2 separate regions of the Zea mays genome follow, and region 1 is linked to region 2. The links are chromatin contacts, called in public Hi-C maps. All regions are on one chromosome and are shown on one strand. Each heading gives the region's core, a stretch centred on a gene start, on an enhancer-like site or on the middle of the called end of the contact. The rest is flanking DNA. Distances are from core to core; before and after follow the strand shown.

Region 1 (5,171 bases), core at 1,482-3,981, 360 kb before region 2:
CTTTATCGGCTTCAGCTTCACACCCATACTCTCAGGAGACAGCAGCTCAGGCGATATACAGCATGGGCTCAGTGGACTGCGAGGGCTGCTGCTTAGCTGATACGGCCTGTAGAGCCCGTATCCCATGAGGAAGTACTCCATTGGCATCACCATCGCGTGGGGCTGCTCCTCGGTCACAAGGGAGCCACAGTCCTGCACCTGCAGTTAACTAACTCGTCTGAGCATCCGCCTTTGTTCCAGACATGTTTCTATCAGGAGATGGCATCACACATATACACCCAGACACATTACCTCAACTAACGCGCAGTATCTGCGGTCCAGTTTTGTGGCCATGTGGATAGCATCCTCGTGGAACTGTGAGCTCTCCCCGACGAAGATCAGCGTGCGGCATTGCAGCTTCTTTAACGAATCTGTTAAGTCATGCCTCCTGGTGGAGAGGAAACCCGTATGAGCATCAAGGTTCCAGAGATGAATTCTCTCGTTAAAAAAAATAAAAAAAAATAAACGAATAGCAACATACTCGTTTATTGAGTGAAGAAACCGCCAGATATTTTCGCCCTGCTTGTCATCAAGTAACTGCATATAAAAATCAACAGTAAGCAACCACTAGTATTATACAACCAAGAAAATATACAAACTGAAAAAAAGAGAGGGAGGCTAACACTTCTACTGGCTCGCACTATGTCGGATTCAGGACACTGTGCATCCCCACGCAGCTTCTGCAGACTCATATCAGTGCGTCAGTTAATGGAAACAATAGACTACGGGTCCCAAGAAAACAAGACGAGAATATTGAGATCTTAACCAACCTTGCTAAAGTACCGTTGAAGCAAGCACTCCTTGACCAGGCCTTGATTCCCGTAGTAATAAAGCAAATTTAATAACACCTGTTGTATGATCTGTCATTATTAGTACTCATTAGCATTAGAGAGAAAACGGTAAGTTGTCACTGATAGATGTAAGTTACTTTATTATACAGCCACTCGCTCCACGACGGGGACTTGCACAGAGGGGAAACCAGCATCAATCCTATTACCCTCTCCCGGTATTTCGTCTATTGAAGAGTATAAAATCCTTGTTAACTCAACATAGGATAGTGATTTTGTATCAAGTTACAAGTCTGAATGAAGTGTGAGAACATACCGCAAAGAGAGTGAGAACATACGCACCAGCGGTGACACCAAGGCACATCACAGATCCTAAACTGAATGAAGTGTGACTAAAATCAGATCCATGGGGTTACCGAATGAGTAGCTTTCAAGAATGAAGAAGCCATGCATTAGGACTACAATGCCATGCCACAACACAGTACCTGAAGAAATCAAGCACATCTGCGACTTGATCAGCGAGATCATCAACAGATGGCACCGGCACATCTGACGACATTGGAGCTGCTCCCATCTGTAGGACTCTTAACAAAAGCCACACAGCAAAGATCATGTAAGTAACCAACTCGAAATACAGACGCAGCACACCTTGTCACAGGGATTGAACCAGCATCACTGACCTCGTGTCCCTGGGGATTGATGTGGTAGACACAGAAGTTGTGTAGCAGCAAAGACGCCACTTCCGGGCAGAAGAAAAATGCTTGGAAACAGGACAGGTCTGCCCAAGCCAATTGGGAACAGCGAGATATAAACAATGTTCAGTCATGCCAGTTATCAGTGAATCAGAAAAAAAAAATCCTCGATCGACAGCACTTACAGTTCAGAGCTACATCCGGGTACGTTATAAGCGCTGGCTTGTCCTCGTCTCCGTACACGGCAACGGTTACAGAACCACATCTCGTCCTCACAAGATGATCCTGGGGAAGAAGAAGAAAAAGTAGTCACCTTTTAGCAGCTATTTCAGCGGCACTGACCACACCAAGCCAAAAAGAAGAACAGAAAAAAAAATGAGAGAACAGCATGGAAGTGGAACAGACAAAGTTTGGCAGATTTCGGATGACTCCCATAATAACAGATGAACACATTGACCAAATACAGGTAGCAGTTTCAAGAACAAACATTAGAATTCCGGCATGTTCATCGTATAACACAAGCACATAGCTATAAAAATGAAATGAACATTGCAGAATTCTGTGCACCTGTGGTTGACAGAGAAGACAAAAAGACAGCAAAACTTTCGGGTTACAAAAAAATCATCACCGAAAAGCGAAAGCGTTTGACGACATGACAGACGAAAACGTATTACTATATAAATAAATTGAGTTTCACCGAACCAGTGATCTCTATCTCTCTAAGCAGAATGAAAAGGCTAGACTCTACACAACAACACATAAAGAAACCAAACTCAGTTCAATTGCCATCTAATAAACTAACTGAAATCAACCAGTACAAAAAAAAAAAACAGAACCGCGCGGCCCAAAATTGAAAGCCAGAGCGGAAAAGGCATCTCCATCTGGAACGGAAGCACGAAAAGAGCCACATGTCGTCGGACCTTGCCGCCGAAGGAGATCCGCTCGACGTCCACCGACACGGAACCGGAGCCGCTTGATTCCGCCATTGCTCCTTCCGCGACCCCCCGGACCCGTCCTTCTTCGGCTCATACCGCCTCTCCGCCACCGCGCGTGGGCGCCTGTATATATACGGCGCCGCATGCTAGCGCTCCTGCTCGGCTGCTCGGTTGGCCACCGACGAACCGACGAGGGGTCAAACTCACCGGGTGGGTCGTCGTACCCTGCCGCCTAACCCAGCAGGCCCCGAGGCCCAACTGTTTGGGATTGGATTAGTTGCGGCCGCACTTGCTCACGTCGCCGTTCCTCTTACCTCTGGGGCCATGCTGTCACTGACCGTCAGACCTGGCCTGGGTGCCTGGGAGTCCTCAGGCTCGCTCGCACTGGGGATAGTGGGGAAACAGTATTTTCTCCGCGGTGGCGTAGAGCTGCTTGGTTTGCTGTCAGGCGATGGTTTAGAGCCATTGGCAATTTTGCCATTATCATTTGTGGGCTTCGCCAATATGTCATCGGACCCACAAATCATAGACACAGACGGTCCCACCAGTCATAGACACGGGATGACATAATAACATGCAGCCAAAATTGAGAGTGACAAAATAGCAAAATAGCCTGATGGTTTATATGTAATATGAAAAACTGTTTGGTTTACTCATCGATATTTTAGGCATAAATGTCACTTTGGGAAACAAGACAACAACAAATTTTTTTTACTACAGAGTCCTTCATTGATGATATTGCACATGTTTCACTGTTAGAAAATGACATCTTAGGGCTAGTTTGGGAACCATAATTTTCCGAGGGATTTTTTATTTTCCTAAGGTCTTGTTTGTTTTCTTTCATTTTGAGGAATTGGAATCTTACTAGTGGAATATGTTATTTTTTTTAGAATGTGACATTCCACCACTTTCCAAAGTTATCATATAAGCCTACCTCAAATTCATGGGGTGAGAGATGAAAATTGATTCTATTGATTTACATGCTATGTTTCCGATGTACAACTTATATCACACTCTTCTACTTGCTCCGCTATAACATAAATTTAGTATATAACTATCTCTCTCATATGATTTAGAATAATATATAAATATATTACATATATAAATATATGAACTTAATTAGTTTTGTCTAAATTATAATTATTAAAATGGAATTCAATTCCAACGAAACAAACGGGGCCTAAGAAAAATTAGTTCATTTTCTCATGGAAAAATAGAAATTCCTTAGAAAATTGAGGTTTCCAAACTAGCTCTTATCATTGGGGTTTTCAGAAAAGAATGTTTGAAAGGCCTTATTTCAAATGGAACATAATATTAGGCTCTAGAGTCTCTGAGTCTCATAGGTTCCTGCCCGAGTTATGCCATGTGTTTTGGGATTTAATAAAACTCTATCTCGTGCCTCTATCTTTAATGAATTATATAAAGGTAAACGTTCTCTTATTTAGTTTTAACTTAACTTTGGTATGATTATATTATTATCAAAGGGAAAGTAAGCTACAAAAATTTAGCAATTCAGACCTATATGTTTGTTGAATGCCAGCTTCAAGATTTTCACAAATGTTTTGCCTAATCGAATAACACTAGTGACTCCAAAGGTGATTCAACCATCACAACCAGATTTTGTAAAGGGTAGGGATATTTTGGAAGGAGTGGTCATCCTGGTTAAAACCATACATTGTGAAAATTAGATGGGATAATCTTAAATCTAGGATTTGAGAAATACTATGATAATATAAAATGGTGTTTGAGGATGAAAGTTTTTTTTTGCCAAGACGGTGCAATTGGATCAATCAAATTATGAGGGTGTCAATGTTAGTATTAAAGTCAATTGTGATATAGAAAATTTCTTCCAAACTATAAATGTATAAAACAAGGTGATCCATTATCTCGTATCATATTCCAGCAACCTTGATTTTTTTAGCTAAGCCTAATGGAAAATCAGAATTGGTATAGGATGGATTATCTATCCTCTAGTATGTCGATGATACTAGCCTGTTTCTCGACAAAGACAGGATTAAAGCTAAACACCTTAATCTACTGTTTACTACGTTTTGAGCAATTGTCTAGGCTAAAAATTAATTTATACCAAAGTAAGTTGTTTTATCATGGAGCAACTAAGGATTGTGAACATACAACTATTTGGTTGCAAAGTAGGTGGGCTTCCATTGCGTTATCTAGTCATACCTATGAATCATACGAAATTATCAAACAAAGGTTGGTCTTCCATTAAGGTTGAGGAGAAGTTCTAGAAAAAAAACTAAGTAGATGGAACGACATGTTACTGATGGTTGTACGGAGGCTTGTCTAAATTAACTCGATGCTAACTTGTTTAGCCATGTTCATGCTATCTTTTTTGAGATCCCTAGAGAAATCCTATACAAACTTGACTTTTATCGTTCTTGTTTTTTTTTTAAAAAAAATATGATGAACACAAAATAAATATCAACTAGATAAACAAAGTACTCTTTATATACTGAATGATTCTGGTGGAGTAGGCATAGAAAACCTATATATTCAAAATAGGTGCCTATTGAGTAAATGGTTTCTTGAGCTCATAAATGAAGATGGAGTATACAAAACTCTTCTAAGAAAGAAATGTTTATCTAATAAACGTATAACACAAGTACAACATTGTATAGGCGAGTCTGATTTTTGGTCCAACAATTTGAAAGTTAAAGAAGATTTTCTAGACGGTGGATGCTTTAAAGTAAAAAGTG
Region 2 (4,683 bases), core at 158-2,657:
ACGAAGAGGGATTCGTACGCTTTATAAGTGCAAATAAAACTTGACCAAAGCAACTGCTCTAGCTAGTCCACCATATAGCCAGTCCACTTTTATCTAAAATGAGATACTTGCTGAGTTTGAAAGTACTCACTCTTGTCTTTATCCACTCCACCCTATGTATTCCTTGTCGAGATGAAGGATAACGAGTGTCCTATGCCCAAGAGTTACATGACTATGGCAAGATCTAGGCTTGTGATCAACTAGTGGTCTGTGGAGCGTTTACTGGTGGATTGAAATAATATCGTGGTCGTGCAATAAATATTTTGTTTCGTTATTAATAAAGCACTGTGTTGATATAATCCATTGTATAACGTCGCTATACATGTGATCCTTAATCTGATTACATTTGTAATGGACATTCGAGTTTGTCTTTAAAATTGGATGTGACAGTCAAGAAGTGGTATACAATTTTCACAAGTTCATCGAATTGGAGTTGATGAAGTACGCCTCACAAGCTCTACCTAAGATTATCTTTAGCGGTTATCCATACACATACCAATATTCAAAGTTTACCCTACCAACAATACATTGTATATGACCATATGACTGAACTGGTGGACACATCTAAAGTGTCATAGAGGGTGTTTGGGATGGCTCTAGGTTCCATCTCCAGTGTGGAGCTGTAATTTATAATATTAATTCAAATAGTTTTAAAAATATTTTTAATCTAAATGGTGAACGAAATGATTTATCTAAATGTCTTTTAATGACTTACAACTTCAGCTCTACGATTTTTTAGAGCACCTAATAATCTACTTTATCGACTTCACCAAATTTTATGGATCTTAAGCTATACTAAAGAGGGCCATAAATTGACTTAATTCGTGCTAAATACCATGGGCAAATGGTGAGCAACCAGGAATCTGGCGACCCGGGGGACCTCGTAGCGCCTCCGCGTGGGCCCCACGACACTTCGTCACTATGTCGACATGGTTTGGCCACGCCCCCACAACTCAATGCACGCCTTCACCACGTGACCTCCACCGCTAACACTTATCTGCCACCATAGTCCCTATCAATAGGGCCCCGCTTACCTGGGTCCCACAGATCAGACATATACCCGAGAAAAGCACCGCACAAGCTTCTCCGTACGTGGGGTCCAGTTAGTTATGCGGATACGGCCGCGAGGTCCCGCATCCAAATGCTAACGACATGGAGACAGCATCTACACCGTTCATAGAACAGATCGACGGCTGACTTTCCTCCTCGCTCATTGACACGGCACGGCCATGACCGTCACAAGCCTTCCTGATCCCACATGTCAGTGACTCCCAGGCGTAAACCACCTGGGTGCCGCGGTGGCGGTCGATGTCGCGGACGCACCATTTCGATGTTGGGTGCACAGTGCACTCGCACCACCATGACGACATCCCCTCTCTTTTCCGCTCTTTCCCCTGCGACTTCAACCTCTCTCAATCTCCTCTCCTTGTCCACTGGCTTGGGCGTGCCTTTGCGTGCGACGGGAGCTAGGAATCCACGGCATCGGAAAAGTGGCCGCCTGAAGAACCGATTTCTCCAAGATTTTGTTGTCCGTCCTATCGCTTGCAGGATCGGATTCGCCGTCTCTGGCCATGGTTCTCGCCGGCCTCCGCCGGCACGTCGGCCAGTTCTTGACCAGCAGTAATGGTACGCAATTCGGTTGCTTTTCGAGCTTTTCTTCGGTCCTTGCGCCGTCCAGCGTTGAGATTGACGGCCTGATGTGGTGCGTGCGCAGAGCTTATGGCGGCGTCGCTCTCGGCCGTGAGCTGCGCGGACGAGGTGCAGAAGGCGGAGGGGGCGGGGTGCCGTGACGACGCCGCGGCGCTGCGGCTCAAGAAGGTGGCCATGGCGGCGATACTGGTGGCCGGGGTGCTCGGGGTGGTCCTGCCGCTCGCGGGGCGGAAGCGGCGCGCGCTGCGCACGGACAGCGCCGCGTTCCTGGCGGCCAAGGCGTTCGCCGCCGGGGTCATCCTGGCCACGGGGTTCGTCCACATGCTTCACGACGCCGAGCACGCGCTGTCCAGCCCGTGCCTCCCCGCCGCGCCGTGGCGACGGTTCCCAGTGCCCGGGTTCGTCGCCATGGCCGCTGCGCTAGCCACGCTGGTGCTCGACTTCCTTGCCACCAGGTTCTACGAGGCCAAGCATCGCGACGAGGCCGCGCGCGTCAAGGCGGCGGCGGCCGCCGCACTGGTTGCGACCTCCTCTGGGAGCGACGAGGACATCACGGTGGTCACCGTCGATGAGGACGAGCGCAAGGCCCCGCTGTTGCAAACGCACTGCCATGGACACGGTCACAGCCACAGCCACAGCCATGTGCATGAGCCGGTGCAGGTAGAGGGTAGCGAGGCGGAGGTGTCGGCACATGTGCGCTCCATTGTCGTGTCACAGGTGCTTGTTTGATCGATTCATTTGGGATGCTTTGGTGTTTCATCGTGCACGCTGTGATAACCAGTGCCTTGGTTGCAGATACTGGAGATGGGGATTGTGTCACACTCTGTGATCATCGGATTGTCACTGGGAGTGTCGCGGAGCCCATGCACAATCAGGCCACTTGTCGCAGCACTTGCATTCCACCAGTTCTTCGAGGGGTTTGCACTAGGTGGGTGCATTGCTCAGGTGAGAATTGCAGTCAACTGCGGTTGAGAGCTGATCCGTTCTCATGACTTGATCAACAATTGATTTGCCATGTTTTAATAGCAGCCTGCTGTATAATTTTGCACATACTGTTGAAATTCTTGATTTTCTTGATACTCTGCACACTGTACTGTAAGTACATTACTTTCATGTGAGGCTTGCTCCTTTATCAATTTGATGGTTGGGCAATCGGCCTTTAAGAACATGGACCCATCCTTGAAAGTTCAGGATTCAAACATTTGGCTTCAATAATATAACTGAGCATTGTACATTGTTGGAATATATTTCTCTCTCCCAATTTATGCCTGTTTATCCATGTAAATGGCCACCTTCGATTTAACTTCTAAAATAAACTATGGTTGTCTAGTACTTTGTGAATACCCGCCAGCCGAAAATTTTAGTACTTCATGAAAAGTATTGCGGAGTTATGACAATTAGGTTGGATGTCCATTTACTGATTAGATTGCTTCAGCACTGAATGGTCCCAGAAAAAAAAATACATGGTGATGTCTATGCATTACTACTTAGTTACTTTGTCTTCCCTTTTTTTTCCTTTAATTTCTTTTTTCCTTCACTTCTTCTACTGTGCTGCTTCCTTTTCTTACTTCAATTACTAATGGAGACACTACCACATTTCTCCCAACAGGCACAATTCAAGAACCTTTCAGCAGTTCTAATGGCATCTTTCTTCGCCATCACAACACCGGCAGGAATAGCTGCTGGGGCAGGCATGACCACATTCTACAATCCCAATAGCCCAAGGGCCCTTGTGGTCGAGGGCATTCTTGACTCGGTATCTGCTGGCATTCTCATATACATGTCACTAGTGGATCTCATTGCTGTAGATTTCTTGGGTGGAAAGATGACAGGGACCCTGCGACAGCAAGTGATGGCATACATCGCATTGTTCCTCGGTGCGCTCTCTATGTCATCACTTGCAATATGGGCTTGAGACATGACCTTGATTAAATATCAGATAAAAGGTGAAGCAGTGTCCATATAAAATTTCTGGGGTATATGTACAGTTTTAATGTGTAGTATCTTGTTGTATGGTAGCTTCCTTCGGGATCATCATAGGATAACATGCACTGTTTTTCAAGGGCATGAAAAAAACACCGCTGATGTACTCAAGGGTGAACTATGTGGTTTCTTTAAGCGATGAGCAAGCAATGATATGTTTGACTGCCGCTGAATGACTGCATGCACTGCTGTAATGGTTGTGTCAATTGTGGGTGTGGCTGGTCTTGGCATTTCAGTATCTGCAAAGTGTAATGGTTGGGTAGTCTTCTGTCAAATATGAAATATTGACAACGTTGATTTGATCTGCAGCAAATGGTTTGGGCTCATTTAGGGCCTGATTGAACCCCATTAGACCTAACAGTGAGCGGCTGAAATTGGCTGCATGAGTATCCAATCCGACTTGCTAAGTACCGAGTACGTGCTAACAATTAGCACATTTGGACATGTATAACTATGAGACCATAGATCGATTTTTTTTCAATATAATAAATTGATAAGAGAATGAATGATATAACTCTGAGCCTTTAAACCATGAATATAGTTGTTGACGTCGATATGGGCGCTAATCAATGAGGGTACCGCCTGACGGTGCCCTCTGCGGCGGCACGGACAGTGCGCAGCCTTGGATCGTATGGTCCGTGACCTCGCTACAGTGGTGGCTCCTTCCCTTCGTTGCGAACAGTCCGTGCCTGGGTCGAACGATCCGCGATGGCGCAGGGTCCTCTTCCTTCTTACGAGGCTCTGAGTCAGCATGCCACCCAAAGCGCCCTAGACGACGTAGAGTCGTTTAAAGGTAAAACAATCGAGGTATAGTATCTTGAATGGACAACTAGATCTTGCCCCCGTGAGGGGTAAGATTATAGGGTTGCTGTCACACCCGGATTTTAGGGGTCCAAAGCCCGGGCGCGAACATAATCACCAGGTGTGCTGGGACCAAGTCTCACACATATGATGAATCATGGCACAAGATCGAATGTCACAACTTTACTATATAATAGGAGTTCTATACAA

Evidence for each region. A called contact is a pair of places that touch in the nucleus more often than the background predicts.
Region 1: a contact with region 2 is called in a Hi-C map of leaf, with 6 times the contacts expected there. The contact joins the promoter of LOC100272647 here to the promoter of LOC100284121 in region 2. A contact is called at or near these places in 3 of 25 Hi-C or Micro-C datasets (ear and leaf).

Annotation. Positions count from the first base shown.
Region 1 is chr6:143,558,572-143,563,742 of Zm-B73-REFERENCE-NAM-5.0, reverse strand. It overlaps LOC100272647 (pollen-specific protein SF21), which reads right to left and starts at 2,731. Exons shown (of 11, transcript NM_001147105.2): 1 at 2,440-2,731; 2 at 1,705-1,804; 3 at 1,508-1,605; 4 at 1,313-1,401; 5 at 1,144-1,204; 6 at 968-1,054; 7 at 810-887; 8 at 663-719; 9 at 521-576; 10 at 292-427; 11 at 1-198. The coding sequence starts at 2,505.
Region 2 is chr6:143,197,650-143,202,332 of Zm-B73-REFERENCE-NAM-5.0, reverse strand. It overlaps LOC100284121 (zinc transporter 4), which reads left to right and starts at 1,407. Exons shown (of 4, transcript NM_001157018.2): 1 at 1,407-1,665; 2 at 1,754-2,406; 3 at 2,485-2,634; 4 at 3,299-3,845. The coding sequence starts at 1,611. The coding sequence ends at 3,604.